Linked DNA regions of Mus musculus: regions 2 and 3 are each linked to region 1. A link is a contact called in public HiChIP or PLAC-seq data. All regions are on one chromosome and are shown on one strand. Each heading gives the region's core, a stretch centred on a gene start, on an enhancer-like site or on the middle of the called end of the contact. The rest is flanking DNA. Distances are from core to core; before and after follow the strand shown. Region 1 overlaps Ets1 (E26 avian leukemia oncogene 1, 5' domain). Region 2 has its middle 27 kb from the start of Gm27162. Region 3 overlaps Fli1 (Friend leukemia integration 1).

The links. HiChIP or PLAC-seq counts read pairs in DNA pulled down with a chosen protein or histone mark.
Region 2: a FOXA1 HiChIP or PLAC-seq map of pancreatic cancer cells shows a contact between it and region 1. The contact joins two enhancer-like sites. A contact is called at or near these places in 10 of 484 Hi-C or Micro-C datasets (CD8 T cells, Th1 cells, effector CD8 T cells and 4 more) and 7 of 115 datasets of contacts at active chromatin or transcription factors (CD8 T cells, bone marrow-derived macrophages, extraembryonic endoderm stem cells and 4 more).
Region 3: a contact with region 1 is called in a BATF HiChIP or PLAC-seq map of CD8 T cells, with 10 read pairs. The contact joins two enhancer-like sites. A contact is called at or near these places in 1 of 39 promoter capture datasets (macrophages), 5 of 484 Hi-C or Micro-C datasets (CD8 T cells, Th1 cells, large pre-B cells and 1 more), 4 of 115 datasets of contacts at active chromatin or transcription factors (the 230-238 cell line, CD8 T cells, double positive thymocytes and 1 more) and 1 of 9 other capture datasets (adipose tissue).

Annotation. Positions count from the first base shown.
Region 1 is chr9:32,705,024-32,708,308 of GRCm38.p6, forward strand. All of the region lies in intron 3 of Ets1 (E26 avian leukemia oncogene 1, 5' domain), which reads left to right. Among named protein-coding and RNA genes, the nearest start is that of Ets1, 70 kb to the left of the region's middle. Within about 2 kb of position 1,303, at least 93 of the 459 cell types and tissues checked have an H3K27ac peak or open chromatin away from gene starts, as enhancers often do. A contact at or near this core is called in CD8 T cells, Th1 cells, effector CD8 T cells and 4 more, where this site is marked.
Region 2 is chr9:32,900,189-32,903,394 of GRCm38.p6, forward strand. No RefSeq gene overlaps it. Among named protein-coding and RNA genes, the nearest start is that of Gm27162, 27 kb to the right of the region's middle. Within about 2 kb of position 1,318, at least 53 of the 459 cell types and tissues checked have an H3K27ac peak or open chromatin away from gene starts, as enhancers often do. A contact at or near this core is called in CD8 T cells, Th1 cells, effector CD8 T cells and 4 more, where this site is marked.
Region 3 is chr9:32,486,130-32,489,790 of GRCm38.p6, forward strand. All of the region lies in intron 1 of Fli1 (Friend leukemia integration 1), which reads right to left. Among named protein-coding and RNA genes, the nearest start is that of Gm22060, 41 kb to the left of the region's middle. Within about 2 kb of position 1,967, at least 19 of the 459 cell types and tissues checked have an H3K27ac peak or open chromatin away from gene starts, as enhancers often do. A contact at or near this core is called in CD8 T cells and Th1 cells, where this site is marked.

The DNA of each region.
Region 1 (3,285 bases), core at 53-2,552:
ATTCAGTGGAGAATAATCAGGACTGACTAGAGGGACCTATCATCAGAGTAAAATTAAGTATTATTTATGAAATATAAAGTTTACTTTGTAAGTTCAACTTCAGAGGGGGCAGACACACACACACAAACACAGACACTCACATAGATAGACAAACAGACACACAGAGAGAGGTAGACAGAGACAGACAGACACACACAGGGAGGGAGAGAGAGAGAGAGAGAGAGAGAGAGAGAGAGAGAGAGAGAGAGAGAGAGAGAGAGCATGAGTGAGCTCCTGTCAGGAGGATTCTAGCCATATCAGTGTACCTGCTTGTATGACTCTGGGAAAAAATAATTTCATTTATTCTGAATCTCACTTTCTTTTCGGTTTTTTGAGACAGGGTTTCTCTCTGTAGCCCTGGCTGTCCTGGAACTCACTCTGTAGATCAGGCTGGCCTCGAACTCAGAAATCTGCCTGCCTCTGCCTCCCAAGTGCTGGGATTAAAGGCGTGCACCACCACGCCGGGCTTTGAATCTCACTTTCTTAATTGGCCAAGTAAGTCACTTAGAAAAGCTAAGGTTTCTCTTAACACTGATGGCTTGTGACTTTGGGCAACAGTAAAGGCTGGTAAACAACATAGACTGCTATTGATGAGGTAGACAGGTCACTACTTTGACTCAGTCACTGGGGAGTTTTTGGGTACCTCTGTAAAGGGCAGCTTGTACAAGAAGATATTAGGAATTGTGCAAAGCTATCCCAACGATCACATGTAACAGGCTTCCCAGTTAATGCCTGGTTTCAACTTGTCTGGGATCATTTCTGAATATGTCATTTCAGGTAGTGCTGGGCCAGGAGTCATGTCTTCCAGTACAACAGCTTCCTTTTCTGCATAATCATTGGCCACAGGGCCAGCTAAAGGCAGTTCCAGGGAGGGGTCTGAATTGGAGGAAGACATAATGTAGGTTAGGAGTCTGGTAGGCAGAGCAACGAACCCAGCTGTATCCTCACAGCTGCCCATGCGGTCTGAGTAATGACTTATTTCATGGAAGCTGCCCCTTCTTGTTGCTCTGTTCTGTTGAGAAACAGTCCCCTCCTGCAGCTGGAATGTACTCCGCTGTGAGGCATCTCAGCACCTTTTCCTGACAAGCCTGGTGAGACAAGGTCCTCACTGCCTGTTTGCACAGAGGGAAGGGCCCATGCCTGCCTGTGGGACTGTTCACAGGTGCTTCCTGGGCAGCAACCGGCTGACCCCTCCATGGGCATGGCCTGCCTGGTGGAGTTGGGGGCAGGCAAGATGCCACCTGCTTTGACTTCCCAGTCATCCAGGAAGCTCTAACTGTGTGCTGGTGTGTCAACAGCGACCCTCTCGCTTCTCAAAGGCTCCCTTTGTGGCTGGCTGTGGCGTCGCCTACGCATGTTTGTTATCTGTGATCTCATTTTATTGATGTTATTTCTACATTTTGAGAAAGATCTGTGACAGTTACCCCTTCTTTGGGAAACAAGGGCCTAGGTACAGCTTGTTGATTTGGAAGGAAAACCAGGAAGACTGCCATTGAGTTCTTATCAGAGGGCAGATCTAACTCCTACCCATCTTTATTTTTTTGGTGCTGTTGTGGTGTTCCCCCCCTCCATGTGTGTGTGTGTGTGTGTGTGTGTGTGTGTGTACATATATACATACATATATTTGTATATTAGGTTTTGAATACTAGGTATGCGGCAAAGACCCTGATTGTCTTATCCTACTCTGTAGTAGTGAAACGTTTATTCCCGTTTCATAGATAAGAAAGTGAGATGTTAAAACCTTATCACAAAGGTCCTAAGCACACATTCAAACCCAGCAGTAGCCAGTTCTAAAAATCACATGGATGATATCAACACGGTTTTTGAAATACTTAGATGTTGAATTCGGAGGGGACACTGAGATCTGCTGTGCATGTTTAGCAGTCTGCCTAAGTACTGCCTTGTAATTTGGTAATGTGTTACAGTTTGACACACGCCTTTACCCAGCAGAGACCCCAGTAATCCCTATGAGTTGCCGATATTTTGTGAAAAAGGAGAGTATACAGAAGGGATGCCAAGTTGTTCTCTCAGTGCCACATGCACCATATGGTAAAACCACAGCTGGACTTTGTCAGATGTCCTGATGGCTCCATTTAGCCACCCAGCTTATATATTTCTCTTGTGTGGTGAGTGCCTCCACAATAGTCATAATAACCACTAACATGAGACAGAAATGTCAGCAAGGCAGTCGCCCCTTTTTTGTTGCTGCAAGTACCCTTCCTCTACATCTTCAGTGAGTCTACATGGGTGCTAACTAGAGATCTGGGAACAGGGTGCCCAGACCCTTGATGTCACATCTAGGAAAGTGGCAGAGATACCCAAAATACCAGGAGCAGACAGGAAAGTGGCTTGCTCTGTAGGGCACTGGACAAACTAATGTGCACTTTTCTTTGGAGAGAGGTTGACTTTGGACCTTAAGAAGGTTGAGTTTTGTTGTTTTGTTGTTTTTTTGTTTTTGTTTTCTTGGTTTTCTTTTGTATTTTTATTCCTAAGAGATTTGAAAAGAATCCCCCAGCCCTGTTTTCCTGTATTAAACTGAAATGTGCTTTGCTTGGGCCTTCTGTGCCTCCGTGTGTGTAGAGTGAGGTGGATTTTTATGAACAAAGGGAAAGTCAGACAGCTGGAGGTTGCTTCTAAACACAACAAAACAGAGTAGAAAAATTTGAATGTCATAGTACGTGTTATATAAAAGAACTGTGCCCGAGAGGCATACCAGAATTAATGACATCTTAGATGAATGGTGTATTCTTCCTATTCAAAACAGAAGTACCATTTAAGCTGTGGCACCAGGTATAGGTGTGTGTGTGTGTGTGTGTGTGTGTGTGTGTGTGTGTGTGTGTGTTCACTCAGAAACTAGTTAGATTGGACCAGATCTCTAATTATTCTTCTTAAGACATGTCAGTACCCTTGCCTCCTCTCCTTGTTTTGATCTTGCTGGAAGCAAGCTAAATGACAAACTAACTGTTGACCTGAGAAGTATTCCCTTGGGCTTGCTACTATTTTCTTGCAAATGCATATCAATCCTAAGTAGCTGCCCAATAACATGGTGTTCCCTGGAGGACTACGTGGGGCGGGGGTGGGGGTGGGGGGTAAGGATGGGAAGGAGGTGGTGGTACAACAGCTTATAGCAAAAACAGAAAGAAGAGCTTTAAGTTTGGCACTTTCTAGTCTGGGCACTCAATTCTTGTCAGGAAAATTTTAGAACACATATAAAGTAAATCTTAATGCATCCAGAAGGTGACTCTC
Region 2 (3,206 bases), core at 68-2,567, 200 kb after region 1:
GATATCCAGATGCTGGGGAAAAGTATGGGTTTGCCAAAGCAAAATTAAGGCATGAGGGCAGTGTTGACTGATGTGCTGGTGACTCTAGCAGCTTCTGTCTTTTGCTTTTGTTCTTCATTCAGAACAGAGCACTGGCTGCAATAATAAACAATGCAGAGCAGACAGAGTTCTGTAGTGAGATAACTGTGCCCCACAGACAGTGCCCCTGGGCTAGAACCTGACTTCACAGGGACCATATCCAGGTAGACAGGAACCTTGAAAGATTCCATACCAGATGTGAGTCTTGAGGACTTAACGATACACCCTTCTTTCCAAATTGGGTATATGCTTTTGATAGTTGTATTCCAGCATGTTCCTAGGAAAATGAATGATGAGTGAAAGTAGATGAGGAAATAAAACAAATTAATGTACTGACTGAGAGAATACAAAACCTTGGTAACTGAAGGAGTAAGAAATGATAAGCCTAAAAACTCCAGCACTGTCAGAAACAGGGCTCCGCAGCAGAATCACACTGTAAGCAAATTCCTCCATCACTTTATCATCTCGGGGGTGGATGTGCAAGGGGTGTTTGTGAAGTTAAGTTTGAAAGTAGTGAGAGATGACGGAGGCAGATGCACAAAGCTACTCTTCTCTCCATTCACCAATGTGTGAGATCTGAGGTAATGTGCTCCTACAGAAGGTGATCTTTTATGGAGAGCAAAGTCAGAGATGGAAAGGAAAGACATCTTAGTAGACACAAATGCTATGCTTCTGTGAAGGCTATGTTTGCCTTCCTAGATATTTGCCCATTAGGGTAGGCTTTTATCTTATTTATGGTTGTTCTCGCATTACACACCTCCAGCTACTAAACTCTGGAAATCTAGGGGTTGAGGTGGAAATTGCAATTATCAAGTTTTCTACATAATGAGAACCAAGGAAAGGATGCCGTCTGACTCTCAAAGCCAGTACCTTTGCCTTTAACGTAGAATCCACAGTCAATCCAGGCTCTCATGCATCCTTTGCTGCTGATCACATGGAAGCCCTTTGTTCTCGGGGATGTTTGAATGTAGACAAACCTTCAGACTAGGCCATGCTGGCTCTCACTGAAGCACTTGCTGGAGTAAATCAGAGCTGATGGATTCAGCTTGAGGAGGGGCTGGAGAGATGCTTGCAGAGTGCCGTAAACAGGACATGGAGGAAGTCGGGAGCTGGATTGGAGTTGTTAACCCCCCCTACACCCCATTGTCAGGAAATGTGGGGAGCTGACAGCTACAGAGCACACAATGATGCAGCAGGAAGTGGCCTTTATAAATACAGAGGTCAGGGCCAGCCCGGCAAACAATAGGGGAAATGATGAAGGCAGGCAGTGGGCGTGGGGGGCAGAGAGGACCTGGATGATTCTATCAGTGACAAGAGCTGAGCAAGGAGTTGTGGGGTTTGCTGAAGGAGGTCTGGGGGTTGCAAATAAAACAATACAAGTTGCCAGGTGACTCAGTAGCCACAACAGAAGGCAGTGGGATGTGTAAATAGTTTACTGTATGGGCCATTGTTCCTTCAAGAACCTCTCCCTAGCTTCTACGTGTCAAAGGTCTCTCTGTTACTGACTTACCGGAAGCTAGTCCAGTGTTCAGAGGGTGCTATTCTGTGCCATGGGGCAATGGGCTATTGGACCATATTCTTTGTCTGTGTTTACCTTGGAACCCCAATGAAAGCAAGACGGAGGATCTGCAGGAATCAGGCTAAGGGTCCGGTGCTCAGCTTTGGTGTCATCTCTCTGGATCTCTCTAGTGAATGGATGTAGATGAACAGGGAGCTACTTTATTAAGTCATAAATGTACTGTTGTAAGTAAGCTGAGACTCAGAGTACAGAAGAGGCAACAAATCAAGGTGGGATGCTTGGCTGCTTCTCCAGAATGAAATTCCATGTTGGTTAAGCAGGTGAGCAAGTGGATACTTGTAAAGTTTTCTAAAGAACCTACAGTATTTACTTAGTGGCCTGTGCTATTCTTCCTATGAATTGACTACCTCAATCTTTTAGGCTCAGTTTCCACTCAGTACTCGGATACCTATGGAATGCTAAGCTTCTAGGAACAATGAGATTCCACATAAGACCCTTCTTCCTTTCCATCGTTGCCCAGGCAGCCCATGTCTGTGGAATATTAGATATTCATATTTTATCTTGACATGCTAGCTGTGTTAAAGAAGCAAGCATATGTTACATTTGTCCCTGGAGCATATGTGATTGTACTGAAATCAAATACTATGTTTAATCCTTCCAGATATTTATTTATTTATTTATTTACTTATTTATTTATTTATTTTTGGTTTTTCGAGACAGGGTTTCTATGTATAGCCCTGGCTGTTCTGGAACTCACTCTGTAGACAAGGCTGGCTTCGAACTCAGAAATCCACTTGCCTCTGCCTCCCAAGTGCTGGGATTACAGGCATACACCACCACTGTAATCACAAAGGCATAGGCTATATGTGAATACATATTGTGTACTATCAATAGGATGTTACATGTACCATATACCACATATTGTTTTAAAGTATTTCATTACAAATTATACACACACACACACACACACACACACACACACACACACATGTATATATATACACACACACACACATATATATAGTATCATTTTGATCAGTGACTATTTGAAAATATGGAAAATTTGAAACATAAAATTGGATATAGAATATCTTCTCAACTGTAAATATACATGTAAATTTAAAAGATTAAAAACAATGTAAAAGACTAGAATTTTTCACTCATTCGGCAAAGATAGTTTTTCTTGATAGAATTCTTAAAATCCTAATAGGAGAAAACTTTTTTCTTTTTCTAGAATTTTAAAAGAATCTGTATTTAATAACCAATTTAATCATTAAAATCATTGGTAAGTATGAAGTTGAAATTTCAAATTTAGATCCCTCCATTATCCCCTCAGACAGAATGAAGATGTAAGAGTCTTCAAATAACTCAGAGAGGAAGATATGGGGTACAGTTATGTCTTGCAGGTCTTTTTAAAGCTCATGGAGCTGAATAAAACAATATTCAACAGTTTGAAGCATGATAACATGAAGGCATGGGGATCTCCCAGCTACCGTATAATTTTATGTACATCTATCTATTGATCTATTTATCTACGTATTTACAACCTATCCATCAATGTATCTATCTATATAACTCTATTTTCTATTACCTATCTATTATCTCTTGG
Region 3 (3,661 bases), core at 717-3,216, 220 kb before region 1:
CTCCGGTGCCATAAAGCCAAGCACCAAACAGACAAGGACCATTTTTTGTTTGTTTGTTTGTTTGTTTGTTTGGTTGGTTGGTTGGTTGGTTGGCTGGTTGGTTGGTTGGTTGGTTGGTTGGTTGGTGGGTTGGTTGGTTTGGTTTTTCAAGACAGAGACTCTCTCTGTAGCCCTGGCTGTCCTGGAACTTGTAGAGCAGTCTGGCCTTAAACTCACAGAGATCCTTCGACTTCTGATTCCCAAGTGTTGGGATTAAAGGTGTGTACTCCCCCACCCCCGACTCCCCCAACTCACACTTTTAAACTAGACAGGTTAAATAGCCAGGCCTGGTGGCTCACACCTGTAGCCTAACGCTTGGGGATGCTTAAGGCTAGACAGATCCAGAGTTTGAGGACCCAGTCTAGGTTACTTAGCAAGATCTGTGTCAAAAAGTAAAGCTAGAATAACTATTGTTTGATGTTCCCAAGACAATTTTGTAACCATAACCCTTTAAAATGTAAGTTGGGTCCTCATGCTACCAAGACGGAAACCAAACCTTAAAGAGACCCAGGACTTGCCTGGGGTTCCTCAGCTCCAGAATGACAACTCCAGTTGACTGACTGCAGGGATCATACGCTCTGCAGCCATTTTCAGTTTGTCCCCTCTAATCTCAGGCTGCACACACACAGGCAGACCCTTCTCAGAGCCCTGGGAAGCCTGGCTTGCCCTAGTCATTTCCTTGGTCACCAAACTCCCTTTTGAGACTGCTCTCTCTGCTAAGAGGATGTGTCCCCTGATGATCTGCCTGTAGGAATGGTTCACAGTCACTCTTGTAGAAGTGGATTAGTCACAGGGGCACCCAGTTCAGGCCCTCTTCCTCCCAAGTACTTATCTCTCTGGCTCACCCTCTCTTTTCTTCTCTACTCTCCTTCTTTCTTCTGTTTCTCTCTTCTGCCACTTAGGACATAATATCAGCACAAGGCCCCCTCTCCAGTTCATGCCCTTTGGCATCTTCCAGTCTGCAGAACCCATAAGGCCAACTTTTTTTTTTTTTTTAGCACAGCCAGCCTGTGGCATTGTGCTAGAGCAGCACAAAACATCCAAAGACACCATCCCTGTCTCAAATTGCCACTTGCTGGGGAGGCAGCTTCTGCAGTGGATGGTCCAGAGAGGGGTGCTCCCCTGATTGCAGTGACAGTGGGATTCCTTGCATATGAAAGGATTTCATTGGGATTAACAAATTAGGATGATGGGCCTAAGTGGGTTCAAAGGACAGGATCTCTGTGACCTCTCAGGGGATGCTACACACCAGGATCCAGAGCCCAGGCCTCTTCTAACTGTGCCTCCAGTCAGCTGCTTCTCCATCTCTCTCTGGGCTTGTGTGTGTCTTTGCCTGTTGACTTTGAGTCCTCGCCATTACTTTTTGACTGCAACCACATTTAAAGGGCATTGCTAAAGATCAAAGTTAAACTCTCCTCCCACAGAGCATGATCATACTGCTGAATGTGGAAACTCACAGGATGGGGGATTCTAGACCTGTCTGTGTCCCAAGAAGAGAATGTTTTGCGCTACGGTTTTACTTTCTGTTTCTCTCTCTCTCTCTCTCTCTCTCTCTCTCTCTCTCTCTCTCTCTCTCTCTCTCTCTCTCACACACACACACACACACACACACACACACACGGAGGTTGATGCTAGATATCCTTCTTGATCACTCTCATTTTTTTATTGAAATTTTTTCATGAAGTATGTTTTGATCATATTACTTGCCCTTCCCTCTCTTTTTGATCTGGCACTCATCACTTTGGCAAGACTGGTTGGCTGGTGAGTTCCAGGAATCCTCCTGTCTCTGTGTTTCTAGAGTTAGGGCTATAGACAAAGGCCTCCTCATCTGGTTTTTATGTGGGCGTTGCGGACCTGAACTCGGGTCCTCATGCCTGCACAGTAATTCAGGTATTGACTAAGCAATCTCCTTAGTCCCTGCTTTCTGTTTCACCTCGATGAATCTGACCTCGCAGAAGTCTGCCTTTTTAAGAAGGCAGTGGAGACACTGGGGTTGATAGAGCTCTGTTGCACTTAAATCAGTGGTCTTCAGCCTTCCCAATGCTGCAACCCTTTAATATAATCCCTCATTTTGTGGAGACCCCCCAACCATAAAATGACTTTTGTTGCTACTTCATTACTGTAATTTTACTACTCTTCTGAGTTATAATGTAAATATCTGAATTTCCCAATGATCTTAGACAACCTCAAAAGGAGTCATGAACTCATAGGTTGAGATCCACTGGCTATGTCCTCCCATCTGACCACCAGGCGACAATCTCTCCAGATAACAAAACTGGAGGTGATCTAAGGTGGACCTCCATGGTGCCGTGGGACTGGGCAGGATGAAGGCAGGCTGTTGACTGACTGGGGTTAGGAACTTTGAACTGTTCTTCCCTGTTCTGCCAGGCCTGATACCGGGCAGGATTAAAAGCCTGAGTGCTACAGGAGGAAATAATAAAAGAGAATTCTCAGTTAAGAGGGCAGAATTGGGTCCCACAGGCAAGTTTGGCTCAGGTGAGTTGTACTTGGGAGGTTGCTGACACACAGTAGAAGATGTGATTTCTGTCTTGCTGTTGGGCTTTGTCCTGCCTGTTTTCTCCAGATGGCAGTAGCAGTCATATGAAATACCAGAGAACTGGTTGTTTGTCTCCCCCAAAGCCCAATCAAGACCTGAAGAGATAACAGAAGACTCTGAAGATGGGAGGAGAGAAGGAGGCAGTGTAGACCTGCCAGCCTGCTCTCTCCTCAGGGGCAGAGGCTTGTTCATCAGGGGATAACATGCTTGCTGCCAGTTTGCTTAAACATTGAGGAGAGGAGATAGGATAGGTGGCTGGAACTCTGGGGTATTGCTTTGACTCCTAGGGCCACAAAAACTTTCTTTTTATTTCCTCATATACTGATTCTGATCTAATCAAGAGAAAAGCAATGTCAGCCTTCCAGATCCTTTCCTCCTTCCTTTGCTTGAACACTTCTCAGGATCTAGTAGGTATACAATCTGTTATTCTGAGGAATAAAAACCCCAGAGCATGATGGGAAAGGCAGAAATCCTTGCCTCCCTCTCCTTCTCCCTCTTTCCCTCCTCTTCACCAACACCTCTACCACTAACTGACATCTTCTTTCCGCACTGCAGCATTTTTGGAGAAGCTTTGACCTTTGCTCTCCATCCCAGCCTGGTCCTCTTTTAAAACAAGCCACATCCGTTGGCTATTTCTAATGCAAAGCCACTGAGCACTCTTTTTTTTTTTTTTTGCCACTGAGCACTCTTGTCAAACAATCACTGGAGGTCTTTTTCTTAGAAACTACAACCTGAACCCACAATTTTCTCCTGTGACAGTTACCACGGCAACCAGACTTCTCAGACTCACCAGAAGCCCTGAAGGAAACAAGCACACAAGGGGGCCCTCTGCTTCCACCCCTTCACTAACCCTGGTGGAACCACCTAGAACAGTAATTCTCAACTTGTGGGTCACGACCCCCACAGTGGTTGCATATCAGATATTTACATTACAATTTATAACAGTCGAAAAATTACAGTCTTGGGGTAGCAAGTGAATAATCTTATAGTTGAATGTTACCACAACATGAGGCACTGTATTAAAGGGTCACACAGTATTAGGAAGTTGAGAACCACTTCCAAAGA